Regions from separate parts of the Mus musculus genome. Here all the other regions are linked to region 5. Evidence: chromatin contacts called from public Hi-C and HiChIP or PLAC-seq data. All regions are on one chromosome and are shown on one strand. The core of a region is the stretch at or near the end of the contact, and the rest is flanking DNA. Distances in the headings are between cores, read along the strand shown. Region 1 overlaps Stx8 (syntaxin 8). Region 2 overlaps Ntn1 (netrin 1). Region 3 overlaps Stx8 (syntaxin 8). Region 4 overlaps Stx8 (syntaxin 8). Region 5 holds the start of Ntn1 (netrin 1).

Region 1 (2,700 bases), core at 68-2,567, 240 kb after region 5:
CAATTATTGCCTTGTCATTTACAGGTGTGAACTAACTACAGCAACCGCGGTCTACATATGGTCAGGGACTGTGTGATTGGTGTGTGTGTGTGTGTGTGTGTGTGTGTGTGTGTGTAAGTCCAGACAAGCTCACTTTCCAGTTGAACTGGACTACTGGCTGAGACAAACAAACAGACAAACAAATCATTGGGTTTTGGCATCCTATTTTTATTTCTACAATGGCTGGCTGGCTGGTTTCTAGTAACTGGGTGAGGGACCCTAGGGACAGAGTAGTATCATTAGCCTGAAGCATAGAAAGACTCAATCATGGAAAGCCCAAGACGCAGCCCATAGGGTTTTGGATAGCTGGCATAAGGGATGGGGAGAAGGCCAAGACAGACACGGAACTGGGGTTCTCACTGCACGCCATAGGGCAGAACTCAGTGTTAAGCTGGGGTCCCACGGCTGGCAAAGCAAATGGCAACTGCAGCAGTCAGGAGGTGAGTGGACAGACAGGAGATAGGTTGAATCCAGCAAACTCAGCAAGGTAGGAGGGGGAGGCCAGGGGCTCCCAGGTGGACAGGGCCAGGGCTGGGCTGAAGGAGTGTGGAGGTGCCCGCGGGGGTGCCTGCAGCTGGTCACCGCCAAGAAGGTGAAGGTTTGCAGCTCCCAGCTCCGGAGGTGGCAGAGGGCAGAGGTGGGGATACCCTGGGAGGTCCCGGAGAGCTTCAAAGCACAAGGCAGAGATGGGTAGGGAAAGAAACAGAAGGGAGAAAGCTTTCCAGAATAAAGTACTCATACCCAGGGCTTTATGTGAATTTATCACCTCTTATTAGAGCCTTTTGAAATGCGAATTAGCTGATTAACCACTGCGCACAGCCTCCCAGCTGTTCTTTATTCTCTGGCATTCAGCAACTTTGTTCTAAATAGGGCAGGCCACAGTAGCCCACCAGGGGGAAATTATTCTCAGGGTTACAAGAACAGTGACCAGGCAAAATTGTGCCCTGGGCTGGAGGATCAAGTGATGGGGGTGGGTGGCTGAGACTGCCGCACCACTACCAGGCCCTGGCCACCTCTGGCTTACACTCCTAGCTCTGGCTGCTGATACTGTTTAGCTCTGTGGCCCATCACCAGGACTAAAAAGGGACACCGGAGAATAAGGCCAACCCTCTCTCCCCTCAGCCTCTTGATGTTTCTTTCCTAAAAGGTTCGTTAGTTCTAGGTCCCCCAGGGAATGGGCAGACACTTGCTGCAGCGTTGGTTGGGACCTGGTTCACATGTATGAACAACAGGCTGGCCTCTGGCAGAGCCAGGCTCCCACTTGCTCCTGCCTCCAGTTTGGCAACACAACACAAAGGCGGCCTGGCTTGTATACACTTTCCAGGCTGAGCCCCTATTCAGAGGGGGCTGCAGCTTGTGCGTAATGGGCCCCCTACAGACAAAGCCAGCAAGTTTCTTAATTAAGTCTAAGTGAAAGACAGATCCCGCTTACATCTTCAGAGACCCTTCCCTCAGAACTTCAAAAACACCCTAGACTGCCTATCAAACCCAGGCACGGATAACTAGCGAACAATTTTTCCTCTTTTTAAATATAGAAAGCCAGGCCCCGGCGCCAGGCCTCAGCCCCCTCTCACTTTCCCCGCAATTTTAGACATGCCTCTGGTTTATAAAACAGGAAACAAAGGGACTTCTTGTGTGTCAGAGAAGTCCTCAGAGGGTCTGAATTTCATTCCGGCCTTCCCCACAGCACCGTGTTGTCTAAAGAGCTCCTTAACTGCTTTAGTCTCATTAACATTTCCACGAGGAATCAAAGGATGCAGCAGGAAGCCGGCATCCCTGTCTATATATCACACAAGGACAAGTCCGCGATGGGAGCATGCTAAAAAATTAATTATTAGCTAATTGCCTTCTAGGAAATGTGATTTTTCACATCCCTCCCTCCTTCCCCCTGCAGCCGCCTTCCAACCTAGCCTCAGAAACCCTCTCACAGACAGGCCTTTCTGTTTTCTGGGCTTTGCTGTGATAATGTTCTTTGCAAACAGAAACCAATTATTCTGCAGCAGTAAGTCACTGCGAGTATGAATTGCTTTAATTTTTCCCCCTTTTAGCAGCTGCCCAGGGTGGGTTGCGAGGTGGCTGCAATAATGAAGCAGGATTGAATACCAAAGCAGCACCCAGGCTGGGCGTCCTGTGGGGAAAATGATGTTAGGAAATAAAAGTGCATTTTCCTTGCGAGCTGCTAATCAATGAGTTAGACGTGGCCCCGAATGTGCTTTCCGCTTGGAATTTGCATTGCCGGCGTGGCTTCGAGCTTTCCAAGAGTCCCGTGCACCTGACTGGCTTGTAAAAATGTCACCTTACTGTTAAAGTGCTAAACATGCCCTGTTTCTCTTGCCTGTTTTCTCTCTCCCTCCCCCTTTGCCTTTTTCCTTCTACAATTCTTTGCTCTCTCATTAGAAATGCCCAGCAACGCCCGGCAGACAAAGACACTGCAAACAAAGTGGATGGAAAGGGGAAAAAAATTAAAAGGGAAAAAGTGCAGAGGAATTCTTCATTCACTGATCTCCAGAATACATTAATATCTCAAACTGTTGGCACAGCCGACAATGCTTGGGCAGCTAACAATGCAGGCCATGATTCCAAGTCTGGGATCTTCAAATAAACCCTGGCGCTGTCATGGCCACCAGGAAGGAGAAGAATGACGATATTAGCTGACCTTCG
Region 2 (2,700 bases), core at 140-2,639, 150 kb after region 5:
CAGCCAGGGCTAGACAGAGAAACCCTGTCTCGAAAAAACCAAACCAAACAAACAAAACAAAAACAAACAAACAAACAAACAAACAAAAAAGGAGTTCCCTATGGAGTTCCAGGTCCCAGATGGTGCTTTGGGTCTTAGATAAGGTCCATGCTGTGGTTGGCCAGGCACGGGGCGGGGCGGGGGGGGGGGTGGGGGGGGAGTTGGGGGTTCTGGATGACACATGATCATCTGTGTTTCCTCTGTCACTCCTCATTTTATTTCCTGGAGATACGAACCCCAAGGACCTTGTCTTTCTTCCTTGCTTCTTTCTTTCTGTTTTTTTCCTGTGTGAGTTCTCTTTTAGCCCTGGGGCCAGAAGTCATCTGTCATTTTGATAGAGGATTTTAGAAATAGTTTGGGGAAAAGGAATTTCCTCCCTGAGTCCAACATCACTTCAAATACAGCAGACTGAATACGGCTTGATTTCCCAAAGGCATGGCTCACGGCCGAAGGGCAGCACGCACACAGAGGAGGCAGTATTTAGGGAAGGGTTTGACAGAAGGGACGAAAGATACAACAGCAGCCATGTAGAGGTTCTTCTCAGATCCCTTTAAGACCGGGCAGCCTCTGCACTGGACAGGGGCACTTAGGGGTACGTGCTCAAGTGGTCCTCAGGGTGTCTGTGTCTTTGGACAGAGATCTGCCTTAGTTCCAGGGGGTGGCTGACACAGAGCTTTTTTTGGCCTCTGTCTCCTCATGGGTGACAGTCAGGGCAGCCAATACTGGTTCTTCTACTTCTTGGTGGTAGGGGTCACACGGAGAGCAAGTTGCAGCCATCCTGGTTTTGCCTACCACATCCAGGCATTCTTACTACCTGGGTTGGGTACCATTACTGCTCCAAGACTGAGGCAGTTACTACAGGTGGGGTGCAGGGCAACCCTGAGGTCTGCAGAGGTCTTCATGGCATCTCCTTTGCATAATCAACATTGGCTTTTTGTTGTTGGTGGTGGTGGTGGTTTTTCGAGACAGGGTTTCTCTGTGTAGCCCTGGCTGTCCTGGAACTCACTTTGTAGACCAGGCTGGCCTCGAACTCAGAAATCCGCCTGCCTCTGCCTCCTGAGTGCTGGGATTAAAGGCGTGCGCCACCATGCCGACATTGGCTGGGGACCTGCAGGAGGACAGCCGAGGGTCAAGAGAAAATTCTGGATGTCTGGGAGCTGGTTTAGCCAGCCAAGGTGTCCTTTCTCCAGTCAGGAGGGCGTTTTTGCAACCCCAGAGGCTCTGGGCAAGAGGCTCTAATCTAATTACATGCTTTATTTGAGCCAATTTGTTTTCCAATCCATCTTGTTCAGCAAGAAGAAAGAGCATGCTGGGGACTCATTTGCACCCTCTTGTTCCAAGGGAAAAAAGAGGGGCTGCTCCCTCCTGTGGTCAGTCCAGCCCCTGACCTCTTCTAGCCTGGAACCCCACCCCCAGTCAGGCCCGCAGAATTTACAAGGGAGGCCCGGGGCCACCCTAAGCAGAAGGGCCTGGCTGTTTATACCACGTCCTTAAGTCCATCATGCCTCTGTCTTTCCCTTTGGGGGGAGGTCCCAGTGTGTTCTGGAAGACTGAGGCACGGTGGACCCTGAGCTCAAGTAGCCTGGACTGGGGCTGCTCATCCCTAGGGGGTTCCCCTGCACAGACCTCCCATCTCTGGAGTGAGAGCTGCCTGCCGAGTCCAAGGGCTGGTATTTAAAATCTGCAAATATATTTTCTTAAGAAGGTGGTGGATTTTGGATCCGTGTTATTAAAGTCCAAATAAAACACCGGAGCCCATCCAAGCTCCCAGGATAGGGAAGATTTATCGGCTCCCACCCTCCTCCTCAGGCACTGCTCCATGTGTGCCAAGCCTCACTTTTATGTTCTGCGGTGTTTCCCAAATTGCCTTTTTCCACCCTTTGGAATCTCGTTTCCAGCCTTTACTTTTCTAGGCTGCCCCAGACTGGCTGCTTCCTGTGGGTTCTGATCCTGAGCCTAGTGACTTCCGCGCTTGGACTAAGGCAAGCAGGACCTAGGGTCTTAGCCTACCACACGCAGTGGCAGCCTGGCCTGTTCAGCAAATACCTGCAGAGAGCCTGTTGAGTAGCCTGGTCCTGGGGACCCAGCACACGGCCTCTGACTTCAGACAGGAGCAGAGACAGATAAACCGAGAGTCCTCTCCTTGCAGTGTGGGGGATGCCCTGAGGACACCAATCCTCTAAAAACAGGGGGACAGGCAGAGGTCAGCCATAACTTCAGAGAGTCAAGGACATATTTGAGCGAGACATATCTTCGGGCTTAAACAGAAATTGGATGTGACAGAAATACAGTAAAGTTGGGTTCCTCTCACGGGTCTTTGCGGTAGAGTAAGAATCATGAGAGCTTCTGTGATCCTGGTGCTGATTACATGTCAAGCCCCGTCTTACCAGGATTGTAAAAGATGACAGCCGTAGCTCCATCGACCTAAGTCAGGAATCCGGAGCTGTAAGGCACAGTGCTGTGTTGAAGGACATCCAGTTGTGTGGGGCCCCAGTGCCAGCAGTCTCCAGGCTGTCAGCTCCTCTGCACTCTCCCCCAACATCCCATTTCCTGCGGTGTTCCCAGTAGCTAAGACTGAAGTGACAAGTTGCCTTCTGAAGTCCCACTGAAGCCACCTGCTCCCCTCCCCCGCCCCAACGCACCACACCCTAAAGACACTAC
Region 3 (2,700 bases), core at 36-2,535, 190 kb after region 5:
CACAGAAACTGTGTCAGACACATGGCACTTCAGTAGCAGCATGTTGGGACACACACACACACACACACACACACACATCCCCGAAGGGATGCATACTTCCCTCTTGACACCTTAGACAGTAAGTTGATTGCATGCTATAAAGTAGGGGCTTATCCAAAGACAAAAAGGGAACTTCAACAGCAAAAACAAATAAGACTTTTATATTTTAAATGCTTTCAGGCAAACACAAGTCCATTGAGAGGTCATTTTCAACAGTGTTAAGTAAACTTAGTGCTGGGTGCACTGAGGAAGTCATTTGTAGGGGAGAAGAAAGCGGTAAGTAAAAGCCAGCTGTGGCTTCGGGATCCTTTGGGCCACGAAGACCTGACTTAGTGGCCTGATCACAGCAACAGTGTTTGATCTGTGATGACAGCTTCGGCACCCTTCTGGAAATGTCCTGGAAGTATGGATCCTTTCAAAGGCACTAAAGCTCAGCCCAGTTTGAGGTCAAAGCTAGTAACAAGGTCCGGGGCTCAGGACAAGAGGTGTATTACCTGGCTCACTGATCCGTAATTGGCCACTCTCTGTTCCGTATACAAGGAAGCAGAGGTTCTGGAGGGCTGCATGGGGAGCCAGCTAGCTCTGCTCTCACCTGTGCTTTTAACCCCTTCCTAAACCATGGGGGCCCACCCAGGGCTCCTGACAACCAACAGAAGACAGGGTTCACCAGGGATAAAGGGCCAGACCCTTTGGGGCTGAAAAACTAAGATACAATTCCTTTTCTTTATCTCCTTCTCTTTGTGCCTCTACTTTTTATGGTGGAAATACCAGGCACACACACACACAAAGTAAAAGCAGCCAGGAACACTTACTGTCATGAACTGAACTGGTTCTTGGCCAGTCTGCTTCCATGTGCACCTTCACTTGCCCCTGTGGCCAGAAATGGGTCTCTGGTGTATATCACCCGAAGGCTTACAGTAAGAGTCACTGACAGAAGTCAGTCACTGTCATATAACCATGGCAGGCTTGAGCCCTCATCTTTCTGACATGGACAGTGGGTCTAAGTTTGCAGAATGGCCCCTGAAACAACCTGAGCCATGCATACTGAATCAACTCTCAAAGACAGAAATTGGGGTGTTTTCTTTTTCCTCCTAACAGGGCTGCAGCCTCCGGGGCTCTCGCCATCCATCCCCAGCTAAGGAAATGTTTGACATTTCAGAATGAAACTGACAGTTGAACTCCTGGGAGCCTGCCAGCTTCTAAACAATGAGCGCTCTGGGCCCAGCCCTAGCTCAGAACACCTGCAAGGCTCGGCTTTGGGTCACTTCCTCTGCATTTCACTCAGCTCCTGCCATGGCACTGCCGGCACCTGGCCAGGCAGATGTTTGCTCCCAAGACTCAAGCGTCCCTTTGAGGGGCAGGCACGAGGTGCCAAGGGTCAGGTTACAAGGGTCGGGGAAATGTCCGTTTCCTTTGGTCAGTTTACCAGATGAGTATCCAACACTTGGGATATTTACAAGTCTAGCATATGGCAACTTAAAGAGATGTAAGAAAACAAACTCCCTTTCAGATTAGGAAGGGACATTAATTAACACTGTGGCTTTGGAACAGGGACGTGTTTTCTGAAGATTGTTCATCTGGATTAATGGCCCATGCTCCCCCCCCCCCCCCCAGTGAAACACTGGAAACCACTGAGTGACAGCATGTGCTGCCAACACCCCCACTGCAGCAGAGAGCAGGTAACCGCCCTCACTGTTCACTGGCTAGGTGGGGGAAAAAAAAAGGAAAATTTGGAGGCCAGCTTTTCTAGGGAATGGTAGCCATTTTCACAAGGGCATCCTTGTCCAGAAGTTCTTTATATGCAGGGTTTGTCATAAGACAAGCCATCCTGACTCCCTGCTACTTGTTTTGAACCAAAATGCACGTTCTCATCGCTTGCCTTGTGTGTCACACTGTGCAGAGTCGTGGCCACCAGGCCAGCCCCACGCAGCCACCACCTGTGAGGATGAGACACGTGTGACTAACGCCTGCGGCGGATGAGTTTCCTCTCACAGTTGTGCTGTCAAAGGTGACATTTGCTTAAGCATCAGCCAGTTGGTTCTTGCAGATCAAACATAGATTTTAGAAATATTTTATTTTAGTTTTGCAGCAGGCTCTGGAGCCAAAGGTGGGGATTGAGCAGGACAAAAGACAGAACTGGGATATTTATTTTCAAAAGTTCATGTAAATGTCCCCTTGAATCCCAGTACTAGGTAAATAAGCCAAGAAAGAAGAGGACCGTGGGCGAAGATGAATGTGTTTGCTTTTTGCTCGTTTGAATTAATTGACAGCTGGAAAATGCAGCCTACTCTGACGCAGTCGATGCTACTTGCCTGCTCGTGGTGTGGACATCACAGCTTTCCACCAAGCGACCTCACAGCTCAGCAGGCCAGACAGCCAGACACTGGTGGGCAGGACAGCACTTCCCGCCCCTGGTCTCATCCTTCCTGAGGGTACTTTACCTCACGGGTGTACGTGTTAATTGCCTTTAGTAAAGTTTTCATTAAAACACCAGGCAAAAGGCAAGAAGAGCCTCCCATGAGTTTGGTTTTGTTCTTGTCTGACATGCAAACCATCACTCCGAGCTTTTCTTTCTCTTTCTCGGCTGAGGTGGGGCGGCATCCTTCTCCATCTTCAGCATGTATGCATGTTTATATGCATATATGTACATGTGTGCAGGTC
Region 4 (2,700 bases), core at 180-2,679, 210 kb after region 5:
CACAGGCATCTTCTCCAAAAGAGAGGGAGAACACTTTTTGTTCTTCCCCCATGATCCCCTACTTCTAAACACCACTGCACAGCACATAGCTATTTTGGCTTTGGAAGCCTATCCTGTCTGCTCTGGTGGGATGGGCAGTCAGACAAGAACGCCATCTTTAATGCATCAGACCCATGAGTTTTAGGCATGCGCAGTACAAGCAGTTCTTTGTCATTTGGGTAAGAAAACGTGCTCACAAAAAGATTTAGGAGGCAGGAGGTTGGCAAGAGTGTTTCACCCCAACACATCTTCCAGATTTGGTAACTTGTAAGCTCGTGGCTCCCGTTCTCATCTTCAGACTTCAGACAACACTAAGCTGCCCACAGCAGCTGTAGAGGGGGAGTCTTTAAATGAAATAAGAAAGGATTGCTTCAGGGAACAAAGACAAGAAGAAAAGGCCCTGTTACCCGAATGATGAGGCCCCTTGGGGCGGTGTGTGGTATTTCTGTATTCATGATCACCAGTGTCTGGCATGGCAAGAAGGAAGTCCTGGAGAATCTAACTTAGAAAGAGGCTGAGGCTCAAACTGCTGCTCTTCCACTCCTCAGTCATGTGACATGGGGACAGGCTTCGCCTCCCTGAGCCTCCATTCTTATCTGGGATAGCACAATAACATTATCTATCCATTGGGTTATAGTGGGGAGGGGAACGGATGTCATATGGTGATGTTCTCACACGTGGCAGCCTGCCTACCTCTACCTACAGTTACCTTGTCTCTTCCTCAAACCCAACCTACAGGTGAGGAGGAGAAATAGCATAATCCACAAACGGAAACAGAACGAAAAGTATAACAAACCAGATACAGCAATGAACTGTGGAAAAACCAAGAGTAAAAGGAGGCGTAGTCAGTGACCCATGGGAGACACCGAGACCTCAGTAACTGACTGAGGGTAAGGTTTGGGACTAGGACACAAGTCCCCAGGGAAGGCCCAGGGACAGGACGATGGTTGGGTTAAAAACTGAAGGTTAGGTTAAATAATACAGTCTAAAGAACCAACTACCCTATGCACTCTGAATTTCACATGTGAGCAAAAATAAAAATAAAATAAAAAATATGCCAACAACAACAATAACAAAAACCCTCAATAACTTAACAGTAACTTTATCATACTACAACTCTCTCAGAGGCAATCAAAATGACTTCCACTTCTTATTAGGGGTAGATCTCAAACTACAAACTACTACTATGTATAGAAAGAAAAGTAAGGAAGTCTGTTAAGAAAAATCTGAGACTAACTCAGCTTAGTTAACTTAGTTAACTAAGTTAGTTAAGCTTAGTTAACTTGAGCAAGAGAAAGGTTCTAGAACTGGAGAGTACTCTAGACTAAAGACGACGCTGAATGCTCCCGCCCTGCCAATGGTTTATAACCAGAAACACAGGAAATGACATACAAAGATATACAAAGATTACTGGCTCCGTGTGGCTGGGCTTTTACCTTATTTGGGCATGATCTGAAAGGCTGGGCTCAACTCCTGGGATTGGGTAAATCCAGTTGCTTAGCTACAGGAGCACATCTGGGTTAGGCTCAACCTGCTTGCTTATCAAGCTAGGTTACAGTGAGTCTGCTGTATGTTACAACCCCTTTAAGGGCCAAACCCACTGTTTGGCTGGTTTAGGACAATTTCCTCCAGCTCAACATGGCTCTGTTGTACATATTTCTGATTAGTGGACATATGGGTCACATTATGAACACACAGTTTTGTTTCCTCCAAAGTACCTAATATGTACTTGTCTAGTTACTCCTCGGCTGCCATGATAAGCGCCATGACCAAAGGTAACTTAAGGAAGAGGGAGCTTACCTTGGTGTAGGTTCTAGAGGGTCAGGCAGGCATGGTGGCACTATCAGGAAGCGGGGCAAGGCTATACTACTCAGAGGCTGCCTTCAGTGGCACACTTCCTCCATCAGGGCTTCACCTCCTAAACCTCCATAAAACAGCACATGAACCAAGACCACATGCTTAAATGCCTGAGGCCTAAGGCAGACATTTCTCATTCAAATGATCACAATGCCTGTCCATGAAAATCTCCACAAATCTGGGAAACTGGGAATGGCAGACAAAACTAACCAATCAAGAGTGTTCTAACTAGGCTGTGACATGCTGTTCCCTGGGACACGCTCCTGCTCAGTGTCCTCCGGTGATTAGGACGGTCCTCTATTGGAGTCAGGGAGCAGGCTCCTAGCTTTATGGCCAGCTTCAAAGAAATGAATTTGGCACAGCTCTAAGGCACATAAAAACTAACAGTGGGAAGGGATGAGGATCCCGTTAAATCTAAAGTAGGCTCGTAGACCTCGGATAGTGACACACACCTATACCCCAACACTCGGGAAGTCAGTGCAGGAGGATGGAAAGTTCAGGGCCACACATGTAAATATAAGGTCAGCCTGAGCTACATGTGACACTGTAATAATAATAATGATAATAATAAGCAACTAGGGTCAACTCCAGCAAATATGGCCACTAACCAAACCGGGAAGAATTCCTGTGCATTCTGTACAGTCCTCAAACAATTACATACATGCTTCACTCACTTTGCTAAATATTCAATAAAAAAAAAAAAAAACCGCTCACCTTTCCTGAAAAAGCTTGCTATGCCCCCTGCCCCCCGCTCTCCTATCAGATACTATCGCTGTGTGTAAGTCATATTTTGCTCTTTTGCCC
Region 5 (2,700 bases), core at 168-2,667:
GATTCTCACCTCTGAACTCTGGCTGTAGCTGCAAGACAGCCAAAGGTTACCATTCTTGTTCACAGTCCTTTTGTTAAGGCAACAGAGAACCAGGCCAGAGGCTGGGTGGCCCGAGGACACCCCAGGAGACTGTAATTGCGCGAGGTTATCCATTAGACAAACGTGGTGAGAGAGCTCATGTTTCTTTGAGATGGGGTATGTTCCCCATGCTGGCCTTGAACTCCTGGGCTTAAGATAGCTCTCAAGCCTTCGGCCTCCAGAGTAGCTGAAGTGGCAAAAGCACACCACCCACAGGAGAACACCACTGCCTCAGGCCAGGAGCCCAGATTACTGTATCCAAATTATATATATATACACACACATACATACACACACACACACACACACACACACACACACACACACACACACATATAAGTAGCCAGAAATTTGGGAAAGTTATCCCTAGCCTCTGAAGCCTCCACACCCTTAGTTGAAGAGTAGAGTCAATTGGTACTATGCAAAGCTATTGTGGGAATCTCCCTAGGGATATTAAAAAAAAAAAAGGATCTAGGAGCTGCCAAGTCAGCTTCAGGGGACCCTGGGAGAACTGAACTGGCCCCATCTCTGAAGTTCAGGATAGACCTGAGTAGGCCACTATCCAGGTGCGTCCGAGCTTCTTGGCCTTTAGCCTCGAATCACCACAGCTTCCAGGCCTAAAAGAAAATTGGCAGTGACAACTCTGTGAGGTTTAGGCGCTGCCTCTTGTTGCCCCCCACCCCATCCCCTAGAGCCTAGGGGCAGAAAGTTCACATCCCTTTCCAGTTCCCCTTCCTCACGCCTCTGGGGCCGAGTGCCCATAGGGGCAAGGCCCTGAGCGTAGTGCCACCGGGGCCACCAGTCTGGGTTGGAGGAAGGCTGGACCTCTGCGAAGAAAAGAAAACAAACACAGATGTGTTTGGCTGGGACCGGGAGGGAGAAAGCCGTTCTCGCCCCCACCCCACCCCCACAGGGTGCGCGCCGGCCCTGCCCCCTCTCCGGGGTTTCCCCGGGCGCTCCTCTTGCTTTCTCTTTGTCTCTGCTGTTCTTTCTCCGGCTCCCAGGTTCCCACCCGCTCGCTCTCGCCCTCTGGAGCATCCCGGGCCCGTTGGCTTTAACTTTCTTCTTCCCGGGGTTAAAACTTTGCTCGTGAGCGGGCGGCTGCTTGCCGACGTTACTGGCCGGCGCCCCGCCCGGCGGCCCCGCCTCCGCGCTCCCCTCCGCCCCCCACTCCTAGCGCGAGTGGTGGCGGCGGCGGCAGCGGCAGCGGCAGCGGCGGGCGGCGGCAGAGCCTTCGGGGGCGTGCGTGCGTGTGTGAGTGCGCGCCAGCGAGCGTGAGTGTGTGTGTGTGTGTGCGCCCCGGGCGGGCAGGGCAGCACTCGGACCGCGGCGGGAGTCGGCGGCCGCGTCGTCACTCGGGAGGAAGAGGCGGCGGCGGTGGCGGCCGGGGCCGGGGCTGGGGCAGCGGCGGCCGCGCCGGGCATGGAGCTGGCAAGCCCGCGTTGAGACAGGACGCTCTTGCTAGCCGCCAGCGAGAGGCTCTCTGCAGTCCGGCGCGCGGGCTCCCCGGCTTGGGCCAGGCAAACTTTTCTTTCTCTTTTGCCATCACTTAGAGGTAAAGTCTCCTACGCGGAATCCCCAGCGGGGACGCGATTGGGGAGGGGGCATTTATAAAGGAAGGACCCCAGGTGGCAAGAGAAAAGGACGCTGAGCCCGTGCGTGGTTGGGGGATCTGGAGCCCTGCTGCGCCTGAGGCTTAAGGGAGCAAGGAGAATGGGCATAGCTGCGGATGGGCAGATGGGCGCGGGCTTGCTCTTCGGTTGGCCGGGAGGCTGGGGAAGCCGGGAGGAAGGGGCGCGGGCGGTTCAGGTTTGGAAGCCCCTGCGCTCGGGGTCCCCCGGACTTTGGGGGAGGGAAGTGGGCAGTCTCGGGGTTGGTACCCCGGGGAGCGGGGCACTTGCCCGCCACTCCACCGAGGGCTGTTGGGCGCGGGGCGGGCTGGCTGCTGGCTGGCTGAGCGCGGCTCCCCTCTCTCCGCAGGCGCCTGGTGCGGCGGGCGAACCGACTCCTTGGCGCGGCGGGGCCGGGGCAAGCTGGCCACAGCATGATGCGCGCTGTGTGGGAGGCGCTGGCGGCGCTGGCGGCGGTGGCGTGCCTGGTGGGCGCGGTGCGCGGCGGGCCCGGGCTTAGCATGTTCGCCGGCCAGGCGGCGCAGCCTGATCCTTGCTCGGATGAGAATGGACACCCGCGCCGCTGCATCCCGGACTTTGTCAACGCGGCCTTCGGCAAGGACGTGCGCGTGTCCAGCACCTGCGGCCGGCCCCCGGCGCGCTACTGCGTGGTGAGCGAGCGTGGTGAAGAGCGGCTGCGCTCCTGTCACCTCTGCAACTCTTCGGATCCCAAGAAAGCGCACCCGCCCGCCTTCCTCACCGACCTCAATAACCCGCACAACCTGACGTGCTGGCAGTCCGAGAACTACCTGCAGTTCCCGCACAACGTGACGCTCACTCTGTCGCTCGGCAAGAAGTTTGAGGTGACCTATGTGAGCCTGCAATTCTGCTCGCCGCGGCCAGAGTCCATGGCCATCTACAAGTCCATGGACTACGGGCGCACGTGGGTGCCCTTCCAGTTCTATTCCACGCAGTGCCGCAAAATGTACAACCGGCCGCACCGCGCGCCTAT

Evidence for each region. A called contact is a pair of places that touch in the nucleus more often than the background predicts. HiChIP or PLAC-seq counts read pairs in DNA pulled down with a chosen protein or histone mark.
Region 1: an H3K4me3 HiChIP or PLAC-seq map of embryonic forebrain shows a contact between it and region 5, with 5 times the contacts expected there. The contact joins the enhancer-like site here to the promoter of Ntn1 in region 5. A contact is called at or near these places in 8 of 39 promoter capture datasets (the C10 cell line, cranial neural crest, embryonic stem cells and 5 more), 3 of 484 Hi-C or Micro-C datasets (stem cell-derived neural progenitor cells, stem cell-derived neurons and uterus), 23 of 115 datasets of contacts at active chromatin or transcription factors (bone marrow-derived macrophages, cardiomyocytes, craniofacial prominence and 15 more) and 2 of 9 other capture datasets (embryonic stem cells and macrophages).
Region 2: a Hi-C map of embryonic retina shows a contact between it and region 5, with 1.7 times the contacts expected there. The contact joins the enhancer-like site here to the promoter of Ntn1 in region 5. A contact is called at or near these places in 17 of 39 promoter capture datasets (the 3T3-L1 cell line, 3T3-L1-derived adipocytes, the HPC-7 cell line and 12 more), 10 of 484 Hi-C or Micro-C datasets (the CH12 cell line, cerebellum, cortical glia and 6 more), 15 of 115 datasets of contacts at active chromatin or transcription factors (craniofacial prominence, embryonic basal ganglia, embryonic forebrain and 11 more) and 4 of 9 other capture datasets (adipose tissue, embryonic stem cells, liver and 1 more).
Region 3: an H3K4me3 HiChIP or PLAC-seq map of neural progenitor cells shows a contact between it and region 5, with 9 times the contacts expected there. The contact joins the enhancer-like site here to the promoter of Ntn1 in region 5. A contact is called at or near these places in 10 of 39 promoter capture datasets (3T3-L1-derived adipocytes, the C10 cell line, cancer-associated fibroblasts and 7 more), 2 of 484 Hi-C or Micro-C datasets (double positive thymocytes and embryonic stem cells), 18 of 115 datasets of contacts at active chromatin or transcription factors (bone marrow-derived macrophages, craniofacial prominence, double positive thymocytes and 12 more) and 3 of 9 other capture datasets (adipose tissue, liver and macrophages).
Region 4: a Hi-C map of uterus shows a contact between it and region 5, with 2.7 times the contacts expected there. The contact joins the enhancer-like site here to the promoter of Ntn1 in region 5. A contact is called at or near these places in 12 of 39 promoter capture datasets (3T3-L1-derived adipocytes, the C10 cell line, cranial neural crest and 9 more), 1 of 15 datasets of contacts at CTCF or cohesin (the NIH/3T3 cell line), 3 of 484 Hi-C or Micro-C datasets (cortical neurons, nephron progenitors and uterus), 18 of 115 datasets of contacts at active chromatin or transcription factors (craniofacial prominence, double positive thymocytes, embryonic basal ganglia and 10 more) and 1 of 9 other capture datasets (adipose tissue).

Annotation. Positions count from the first base shown.
Region 1 is chr11:68,144,893-68,147,592 of GRCm38.p6, reverse strand. The region is part of intron 7 of Stx8 (syntaxin 8); the gene reads right to left. Among named protein-coding and RNA genes, the nearest start is that of Mir6406, 75 kb to the left of the region's middle. Within about 2 kb of position 1,317, at least 62 of the 459 cell types and tissues checked have an H3K27ac peak or open chromatin away from gene starts, as enhancers often do. A contact at or near this core is called in differentiating embryonic stem cells, embryonic basal ganglia, embryonic forebrain and 7 more, where this site is marked.
Region 2 is chr11:68,238,595-68,241,294 of GRCm38.p6, reverse strand. The region is part of intron 5 of Ntn1 (netrin 1); the gene reads left to right. Among named protein-coding and RNA genes, the nearest start is that of Mir6406, 19 kb to the right of the region's middle. Within about 2 kb of position 1,389, at least 6 of the 459 cell types and tissues checked have an H3K27ac peak or open chromatin away from gene starts, as enhancers often do. A contact at or near this core is called in embryonic retina, where this site is marked.
Region 3 is chr11:68,198,581-68,201,280 of GRCm38.p6, reverse strand. The region is part of intron 7 of Stx8 (syntaxin 8); the gene reads right to left. Among named protein-coding and RNA genes, the nearest start is that of Mir6406, 21 kb to the left of the region's middle. Within about 2 kb of position 1,285, at least 77 of the 459 cell types and tissues checked have an H3K27ac peak or open chromatin away from gene starts, as enhancers often do. A contact at or near this core is called in double positive thymocytes, neural progenitor cells, oligodendrocyte precursor cells and 1 more, where this site is marked.
Region 4 is chr11:68,175,545-68,178,244 of GRCm38.p6, reverse strand. All of the region lies in intron 7 of Stx8 (syntaxin 8), which reads right to left. Among named protein-coding and RNA genes, the nearest start is that of Mir6406, 44 kb to the left of the region's middle. Within about 2 kb of position 1,429, at least 31 of the 459 cell types and tissues checked have an H3K27ac peak or open chromatin away from gene starts, as enhancers often do. A contact at or near this core is called in embryonic limb bud, stem cell-derived neural progenitor cells and uterus, where this site is marked.
Region 5 is chr11:68,385,543-68,388,242 of GRCm38.p6, reverse strand. It overlaps Ntn1 (netrin 1), which reads left to right and starts at 1,417. Exons shown (of 7, transcript NM_008744.2): 1 at 1,417-1,633; 2 at 2,059-2,700. The coding sequence starts at 2,123.